3 separate regions of the Zea mays genome follow, and regions 2 and 3 are each linked to region 1. A link is a contact called in public Hi-C data. All regions are on one chromosome and are shown on one strand. Each heading gives the region's core, a stretch centred on a gene start, on an enhancer-like site or on the middle of the called end of the contact. The rest is flanking DNA. Distances are from core to core; before and after follow the strand shown.

Evidence for each region. A called contact is a pair of places that touch in the nucleus more often than the background predicts.
Region 2: a Hi-C map of ear shows a contact between it and region 1, with 2.2 times the contacts expected there. The contact joins the promoter of LOC103629631 here to the promoter of LOC100192669 in region 1. A contact is called at or near these places in 2 of 25 Hi-C or Micro-C datasets (bundle sheath and ear).
Region 3: a Hi-C map of ear shows a contact between it and region 1, with 1.6 times the contacts expected there. The contact joins the promoter of LOC103629638 here to the promoter of LOC100192669 in region 1. A contact is called at or near these places in 2 of 25 Hi-C or Micro-C datasets (ear and tassel).

The regions. Positions count from the first base shown.
Region 1 is chr6:100,379,727-100,383,042 of Zm-B73-REFERENCE-NAM-5.0, forward strand. It overlaps LOC100192669, which reads right to left and starts at 1,736. Exons shown (of 1, transcript NM_001137877.1): 1 at 1,095-1,736. The coding sequence starts at 1,670. The coding sequence ends at 1,287. LOC103629633 reads left to right here. Exons shown (of 6, transcript NM_001329209.1): 5 at 1-27; 6 at 135-756. The coding sequence ends at 560.
Region 2 is chr6:99,984,821-99,988,136 of Zm-B73-REFERENCE-NAM-5.0, forward strand. It overlaps LOC103629631 (40S ribosomal protein S14-like), which reads right to left and starts at 1,799. Exons shown (of 7, transcript XM_008650714.4): 1 at 1,591-1,799. The coding sequence starts at 1,593.
Region 3 is chr6:100,713,184-100,716,499 of Zm-B73-REFERENCE-NAM-5.0, forward strand. LOC103629638 (BEACH domain-containing protein B) reads left to right here and starts at 1,720. Exons shown (of 40, transcript XM_020539321.3): 1 at 1,720-2,129; 2 at 2,280-2,343; 3 at 2,960-3,164. The coding sequence starts at 1,990.

The DNA of each region.
Region 1 (3,316 bases), core at 486-2,985:
GCAGAGTCCTTAAGATGGCTTGTTTGGGTATGCAATTATAATAAGTTCACTTCTTCTCCAGCTATTATTTGTGGTGTGTTTATAATTCACCAATGTGTATCTTGTGTTCACTTAATATTTTCCTTCTTTTGCAGCCAATGATAGATGATAAGTCAAAGGTGACTCTAGCTGTCGAATGCCCTCGTGTTACTGTCAACCCACAGCCATCGCTGTTCGACCTCTCCGGATATTCCAAAGTCCCAATAGAAGCATTGTCAAGCGTACCACTGGACCATTCTGTGGTTGAGGACATTGATCCCAAAACATGGGCTGTTTCTGCTGCTCCTCCAAGAGCTGTTGCTCCAGCGAATCCAAATGTTCCAAGTGCTCCGCCTGAAATACCGATGGCAGAAAGGTTCAGGCTGGCCTATGTGGAGAGGGAAGCGAGGCTGGCACCCAAGAGGGCCAAGCGGGAAAGGCAGCGGCGTCGGCGCGCTGAGAGGGACTACATGATGGTTGACATCGACGCAAGGTCGGTCGCACTTGCTGCTCAAGCAAGCAGGAACCTGCGGAAGAGCTGATTGTTTCTTGTCTACGCTATCTGTGGAGACTTGAGAGTAGAGAATCATGAGGCAAGAAATGCTGTTCAATCCTTCTACTTTCAAGGCAAAGATAGCATACATATATGGACACAGTATTGTATAGTTGTATTGGCAGTAGCGGTAGCGTTTACACTGCCATGTACTAGTAATAGAAAAAAATCTGAGTGGGAATAACAGGGAAGGCGTGCCTTATCAAATCACAAATGGGTTGCCACGAGGATTTGTGAACATGCTCGTCCAGATTTCTTTGAATCTGGATGATGCGGTTATGTGAGGTTCCTCACGCAATTTGTTTAATCCGAACAAGATTCGTGTGAACTGTTGTATACGTAATTTTTTTCTTGGAATTTGAGAATGTGTTTGGATGCACTCGTATTCAAACTAATTCACTGAATATGAATGTGTCCAACTCTCCAAACAAGACCTAAATTATCTAAATTATGAATTGAGGTTGATACAAGTGCATCAAAACAAGGTCCAAATTAGAATAAAAATCGGAGCACAAACGAAATCTGTACGCACTGGGAACAACAGTTCTTAGATAGTTAGATTTATACGAATTCTAGATCCATACAAGAAGCTAGCAGAAACATAACCGGATCCGTCTGCACACTATATATAATATACCATATATGTATCTAATAACTTGGCAATAATGCCAAGAATGTCGACGAGCACCGAGCGCAAAAGCTACCGCTCACTCGCTCAGTGCGCAGCGACCACGTCCGGCGACGCCGCTGGCGCGAACGCGTCCATGAACGCCTCCACGACATCCAGCGGTGGGGACAGGAGCACCACGGCTCGGGCGGCGGCCAGCTTCTTCCGCAACGGGTACCGCATCCCCCTCGTGGCGGAGGCGGGCCCGAGGAAGCATGGCACGCCGTCCCAGGCGGCGGGCGGCGCGGGCGAGCGAGGAGGCGAGGAGGGCGGCGCCCACGCCCGCGCGGCACAGCGGAGGGAGCGGGCCAGGACCCTGGAGTCGCGGAGCCGCGCGAGCGCGCCCGGGCGGAGGAAGCGGTGCGGGCTGCCGCTGCCCGCGAGCTGCTGGCGCTCGGGACGGCGCGCCGGGGAGCGGAGGCGTCGGTCCATGGATGGCTGGCGTCGGCGGATGGGCGGATCGGGAGGGAGATTGGAATTGCGCGCGGGTTTGGGGAAACGGGAGGGGGGTTTTGATTTTTATGAAATCATGAGATGAGATGATGGCGAGCGGGACGAGGGGTGGACGGTGGAGGGAAACGAAAACAAGGCCGGGCCCGGGCGGGAATGGAATCGGAGGGTGATTTGGAAAATGGCAGGGAAGCGTAGGCGCCACTCCATAAATCTCCAGCAGTTTAGTTTACCTATACCACTACCTATACCCAAAGTAGTTTCCAGCAGCTTATTTATAGTTTATGCAAAATATACAGCGTCGCCTATATATACCACGCGTCGCACTTATACTAAATGCACTATGCCAACTGTCGTTCTTCTCGTTTCCATCCCCTTCTTCCCTTCCCTCACCGAACCTTGATTTCGGTGCCAACATTTGAGCTAGAGAACACGGCCGCCTCCCCCACCCCTCGGCTACTAGGACAAAGGTAGCATGCAACAAGCGCCGCCGCTCTTCGACCTCAACCCTTCCCACGAAAGGAGGCAACGCCAGCTGAGATTCGAGAAGATCCAACACGCACAACAGCGGTGACGATGAGGTCCCGTGCAAGGTGATTCCATGTGTTTCCTTCATTGATCTATTAATTGAGTGCCCGTGCATTGCAACAGAAATATATAATACCAGTATACTACGATAACTTAATATAAAATATGTGTTATATTATTATTAGAAAATGTTTCATAATCAATTTGTGATCCTAGCCACACATAAATTTTATTATTTTAATCTAGTTTTTTCATCACTACATTGCAACAATCAGTATCAAGCAGCCTTCGATATATGACGCGATTTATATAGTCTCATTATTGGAGAGCACGTTCCACACATGTCAAAATAAATTCCCTCGTACATCGTTAGTCATCAGACACGCACCACCATACGCTCTTGCTTAAACAAAAAAAGCAAATGTGTGTGTTTGCGAAGAGAATTAAAGGCAGACCGACACAAAAGCTACCATGACGGTGGCGAGGATGATGAACTGGTCAGTGTTGTCGATCATCCTCTGTGTCACCTCCGTCGCCAAGATGACGCCACAGTTCTCGATATAGTAGTCGTCGAACGCGTGCGACATGACGAGTACCGATGACTCTTGGTTGGGCTGCCAAACGAAGTGCACTCCAGGCTCATCAGTGTGCCAGAACCTCCTAAGTTATCGGGCCCACATGCACCTGTCTTTGTCTCAAAGACCTCAGACTGCTATGCATGTGCACCAGATAACTTAACATGATCCGTCCGATTGCCCCAAGGACACCGGATAAACCACTTACAACCAGAACCACGGGATTAAGTAACACAAATCACACACACCAATATTTTTGCAGCGGAAATCTTAGTACCAAATTTTACAGGTTACAAAAATTTTATATTATTTTATCGGAGTGATTACAAAAGTATAAGTTTGAAATATATGCTAGCTCAAATGACCATCCTCAATAAGAAGTATAGAAGGGTTACTTAAATTTATAAGAAGGCCGAGCCCATCGGCACTTAACACCATCAACAACAGCACAAAACTATAACCTAAAAAACAATAGGGAATAAAACCCTGAGTATGGAATTACTCAGCAAGACTTACCTGACTAAA
Region 2 (3,316 bases), core at 549-3,048, 390 kb before region 1:
ATCTTTGAATTTAGGTGGGAAGAGGGGGCAGGGAAGAAGAGGAAGTGGGGGTGGAAGAGTCGGGGAGAATGAGCGAGGAGAGGCCGGTACCGTGGCGAGAGAGTCCGTGGGGTATGCCCAAGGGCGACACGCGACAACCGAAGGCGCATAACTGTAACTAGGGGTGTAATCACTCGGATCGAATACGGACGAATACCAATGAAACCATATTTTTATATTTTTATTCGGATTCGAATACGGATAGCTTCGAATACGAATACAAACACTGAAACACCACTAAATAATTATGTGTCGAATGCGAAGCTAGTCGAACACGGATAGCGTCGGTAACAAATATTTTTGTGGAATATCGTGTTAGACACCATTACACACATATCATAGTTATTGTAATCATTTAGCCCTTCCTTAAGTCCAGGCATTAAAATGCAATTAGATTCATAAAGTAGTCTAGATGTTGATTGAAAATTGCAAATAAGTTATCAAGAGTAGTAAAGATTCTATAAGAATATAACCTTAATTACCCACACAAAATAATAAAAGTGAAGTATTGTTTTAAGCTGTGGTGAGCTTTTTCTTTGACACAACACAAGCTTGGCAAAAGAAGTGTGGGAACACCGGGTGTTCTCGAAGAACGTACCAAATTAAGGTTCATTGTACGTGGCTGCTTATCAGAGTTTGTGTAGGTTGATCTACAGTTTCTCCGACCCGATTTGTCATGAGATGCTTCACATGTTCTGCATGTGATGAGTGTTGTTTGACAGGACTGTTAATGGAGGTTCTGCTTCCAAGCGATCATATGCTTACTATAGTCGCGGCTAAGGCACATGCCCTCTCCAGCGTGTCTTGTTCTACTGACATGATTTTGTCGTGATAAAATTGCTCAATTTTGAAACAAGGGTTCTAGAGATTGATTTTGTCGTGATAAAATTGCTCGGGCACATGTCCTCACCACCATGCTCAATTTTACATGAATCTACAAATCATTGACGCGTACCGAAACAAAGCTTTTTATTGGGAGTGATTTTTAGATGAGGCAAAACTTAGCCGCCTCTACAGTGACTTATCAGACGTCCTTACAAGTCCTAACCATATAGTAGTGTAAACAATGTTGATGGTCATTATCTTCAAATAAACAAACGAATAAATAAAAGTTATCTCCGAACGTAAAGAAGCACAAATAATAAACAAAAACAATGAAGCGCTAAAGCCTCCTTGTCCTCTAACAATGTTTATGATGCCTCGACGTGAAGAGATTCTGTAATTAGAGCCAGAACTGTCGTTTGCATTTTTTCCATGAGACATACCAAACAACAATTTCACAAATGGCTTCACGTAAAAAGCAATTCTTTCTTTTGTATTAAAGAGGTGATGTCAAATTGCAATTTATCAGATGCAATCCAGCACGGGCAACCAGCCAAAACAACAGTAGCCCTAGTCAACAGCCAAACCTACGCTCTTAACCCATCTCTAAACAAAAAAACAATCGAATCCAGCGCTACCGTGCTTGCAGCCAGATCCGAATCCACCGCTACCGTGCTTGCACCTACGTCCGCTTGCGAGCCATAACCAGACGAGAAGAGGCTCGCTTACCATGGTTGCGTGGAGCGACGGGTGACCGGAGCGGAGGCACGCCTTGGTCGAGATCACGAGCACGCCGGCGCCGCCGAAACTTCCGTGGGGCGACGGATGAGTAGTGCTGGTTTATCTACGAGGCCGCAGCCCATTAGGGTTTATTAGACCCAGCCCAAAGAAATTTCCTCTTTTGCCCTCTCTCTTCTGTCACTGCGGCTGGCCCCATCTCTTACACCAGACCGTGCTTTTTTTAGGAAGAACACACGTTCTTTATTATTGGTTCAAAGTGAAATTAATCTCTGCTAGCTGCTTCCATAAGCCAATTAAAGAAGCAATCTAGTCAAAATAAAATAGGAGCCAACTCTATAGTCTTACTTGCACAAAGGTGAGCTACCTCATTTCCCTCTCTATTAACGAAAGATACATCAAAGGATCTGAAAACCACACTCCTCTATCTGATTTCTTGTCATAAACCTGCGATATCATTCCTTCTTCCCTCATCTGACCGGAGAAGAGCCACCAGGACAGAGTTGTCAATTTCTAAAATCACTTTTTCCATGCTAAGCATCTGGGCCAGCACCACGCCATCACGAGCATCCAAAGCTTCGCTGGTTAGCGCATCAGGGATGTGTTCATATAACTGTGCTGATGCCACCAAAACCTCTCCCTGCGAGTTCCTCATCACCACACCCACAGCCCCTTTGCCCGTCTCAGCAACAAAAGCAGCATCCGAGTTAATTTTCACCCAACCTTCCAATGGCGCTTTCCATTTAACCCGACAGCGCTGAGAGGCTTGCGACCCTGGCAATTTTAAACGAACCAGATCCTCTAGCATTTTCGCCACATGACTCATTGCAGCATATGGATTCCAACGGTCACGCCCAAACCTTCTAGCATTCCTTCCAGATCATAAGGACTAGGCACCACAAATAACCATCGTTTTAACTGAGTCAGTGAAGTGGTCGTTAGCCAATAAGTGCTTTGCCCAAGTGACCTAAAAAAATGGTAGTTTTATTCCCGTGATGTTTTTAACCACTCGCCAGAACTGCTTTGCAACTGGGCAATCAATAGCAATATGGAAAGATGATTCTCCTTCCTCCCCACACACTTTGCAGAAAATTTCATGAAGAATATGTCTTCTCTTCAATTCCTGTTTGGATGGCAAATAATTATGAAGGACTCTCCAACAGAAAATTCTTATTTTTGGAGGTATATTAAGCTTCCATAGTTTGCTCCACCAGCATTCTTCATTTGATGAACTTGCTGCATTTACAGCATGAGCCTTCCTGACACTTTGAGTCTGCTTCAACATTCGATAACATGACCGAACTGAAAACACACCATTTTTCTCATGCGCCCAACCCAGCACATCAGCATCCATCCGAGTGCCAGGCCTCAGCTTCAGAAATTCCTCAGCATCCATAGCAACGAAAGACTTCCTCACCAAATCAACATTCCAGCGTCTAAAGTTCGTCCACAGATTGCACTTGGACTCCTTCAAGATGGACAGTGGGCTTCAACTGCCGAAGACTTGGAATCCAGTTGTCCTCCCAAATACTTATTGAAGATCCAGGACCCACTCTTTTAATCAAGCCCTGCCATAAAGCTTCACGACCAAACAACACAGCCTTCCAGATTTCTGAGCTCTGCTTCCTTTTATTTGCTTTCAAAAAGTCACCATTGGGAAAATATTTCCCTTTAATGATCCTCGCACAAAGAGAATTAGGCCTTGTCATTAGTCTCC
Region 3 (3,316 bases), core at 470-2,969, 330 kb after region 1:
AAGCCAACCTTGAGTATTCATCGGAGAAGTTTGAAAATGTTACTATCCTTTATGCTCTTAGTGAAATAGTTATTGGACTGTTACAGAATGATCAAATATTGACCTATGCTAATCAAGAGTTGAACGAAACAAGTGAAGATTCTTCTATGTGCAAACAACCAAAATTTTTATTCAATTGCTTCAAGATTGCTAATACATTTGTTGACTTACACTTCTAAATGGGACACATGTATCTGTCCTGCCTAAGTGCCCATGAGGATGACCCCAGTCTATTTTAGTAATCTATAAGCTTTTTATGATATGCAGGTTTATGAGGCTGTCAGGTTTTCATTTCAATGCAAATCGAGCTAGACAACACCATGTCACAAGCAGGTATTTAAGCATATTTACAAAATCTCAAAAGATTTAGACGATTTTAATGGAAGTAAGGTGCTATTAGTTGTGTACTGGAGTTTACATCTCAGTTTTTAACTTGGTTATGCTTCATGTTTTTTCTACTTTATCTAATTTTGTTGGGCATCTCGCATTAAAGGAAGATGTTATTCTTTTCGAGGTTTGTGCCATACTCATAGTACAAAGTAAAAATACAGTTGTTCATGTTTCTAAGGGCATCAACTTCATTTAGCACGAGATGCCTTCCCTGCTCCATGACAATAGTTGCACACATTATTTTTACCTTCTGCTGATCGACCGACACAAAAAATTGTCTCTTGCATCGAACAACATTGCTACAATATTTATTTCATTGATTTCAGTGTGCTTCTAGCTACAATTTAGTCTCTCAATATCTTGAAAGTAGACTTAAATGTCTTGGTGTCATGGAATCAATGAAACATGAAGTTAGAAGCACACTGAGATCCAGTGGCTTGTGACCCCTTGACCCTTTAGAGGAAGCGCGCTAGAGTCGTTCGCAAGAAGAAGAGGATCGCCAAGAAGAAGTCTGAGGCTGCCGACTACCAAAAGCTTCTTGCCTAGAGGCTGAAGGAACAGAGAGACCGCGAGAGCTTGGCCAAAAGGAGGTCCAAGCTTTCTCTACCAAGGCTTTTGTTATCACGTCCGCTTAAGAATGTTCGATGCTTTGAGATGTTTTTAAGACCTATCTTGCTATAGCTTAAATACCTTATGTTACTCTGGTTGTGTTACAACTTGCAACTGCCCCTGTACTTGACAAATTTGTATTAGATGCTCATGCTACATAGAATAGGTTCCTAATTGTGACCAAATGACCATATACTAAATTATATATATGTTGCTAAGTTACAATACATACAAAATAAGTTTACCCCGACCAACTTGTAGAAAAACGTGTTATAGTGACTAAGCATATCTAAATTGCTCCTATGTTACTTTTATATTCATGCTTGTAATTCCATTTACTTCCATGTGAATATTGTGTATAGTAGCCATGACATGATGATAGATTGTAGGGGTCACTCATAAACATTACGTGACGTCAAAACGCACGGGCACTCTACTAATTAGTTATTATGTACATATTTTTTTCGCTCGGACTCATAAGCTAAACAAGTCAGCTCGAGCTCGTAAACGAGTCGAACTGATTCTGTAGCTCGTTAACTTAACGAGCCGAGTCGAGCTGACTCATTAGCTTAACGAGCTAGCTCGAACTCGGATGAACTGAGCCGAACTGGTTCATTATTCACCTCTACCTGTGGGCGTCGAAAAGGCGCCAAGCGTGGAAGAGAAGGAAACAGTTTCAAAATAGTTAACGGGCGGATTAGTTGGATCTTTTTTTTTTTTTTTGCAAAGCACCTCTCTTGTTCCTTCGTCCTCGTGTCTCGCTCCTCGCCCATTCCGCGCTCTAAACAATAGGCCTGCCATCGCTCGCGGAAGTCTCCATTCCTGCGCGCGAATCTCCCTCCCCTCCCAAGCGATCCCCATTGTCGAGGCCCGATTCGGATCACCTAGGTTTTCTCTTCGCGACCGGGCAGGCGGTGGCGAGGATGCGGCGCTAGGCTCGGCTCTGTGGTGATGAACATCGTGCGGGGAGTCGCCGACCTTCTCCGCAAGGCGCCGCCACCTCCCCCCGCACCGGACGCTGGTGCGGCGCCTACCGCCTCCTTCTCCGCCGGTGACTTCGACGACGCGCCCACCCCGCGCGTCGTCTTCAGGTATGGCATCGCATTGAAAGTCACATTAATCTATATGCTGATCTTGATTCTATAAACAAATATGTCATCAGATATTTTAGCCTTTTCTTTTTGGTGCTTGACTTGATTGCGTGTGAATGTTTCTCCCCATGATCTGTTGTCTGGTTCCAGTGGTAGTCTGGAGGAGGGAGCTCTGAATGCACTCTGGAAGAATTACGAGAATGCGCTTGATAAGGTACTTTTCTGAAAGCCTGGTAGTTTCATTCTAGTTCTGCTTACAGTTAAGATATTAAACTAGACACATATTGCCAATCTAAAAAATTTGCTAGATGTTTCAATATTTCGATGTAATTTAAGAGCCTAGTGGACTAGCCATACATTTTAGTGTCCATTTGACCGTTATCCATGGCATGGCTTAGTAATGTGTCATCCAAGCATACCTTAGGAGATGACAGGAACACAAATTGTTTGAACAAACAAACATCTTTAACAATCATAGGCTAAGTCTAATGATTTAAATAGTCTGTGTTAATGCCTGTTAAGCATTTTGGGCACCATGATTAGAGTTTGTTTGTGTGCAGCAAATATTAACCTTTGCGGAGCAATATATGTTTATCTGAAAGTTGAAGTTTGGTTCAACTTTAACCCAAAACTAGCCTTAACATGATGATGATTCATTTTTTCTTCTTCCAAAAATGTAAAAGTCAATGCTTTGAATGCAACAACTCGGTATTTTCTTAATGGTAATTAGCATCGATGTTTTTGCTTCATGATAACCTAACCTGCTGCAGTAGGGTTTATGCGTCTACTTTATACAGTTATATGCTGCATTACACCTTGTGCTCTTACAGGTCGAGAAGGAAAAATCTCTTCAAATTTTTGTCTTGCAATTTGTAGAGACATTCAGAGATTGGGATCCAAACCCAATTGAGCAATTGGTTGATCAAGAATTGGGAAACAATGAAACAGTTGTAGGATGCTCTTGCGGGCATCCTTCTGAGGTCATTCTTATTTTGATTCAGGAGATTTCTCTAATTACATCAACTTTTACTGAAAGTAAGCGGCTTTACTCTATAGTGACTATTTATTGTCGGATATTCCTCCAATATTATTTGTTTATAGTTTTGATGTTTGTTAGTTCTACTTTGCATGTGGTAAGTCTCCCCAACTTTTGTTCTATGTTCACGAAACAACTCTTTCTTGAGCAT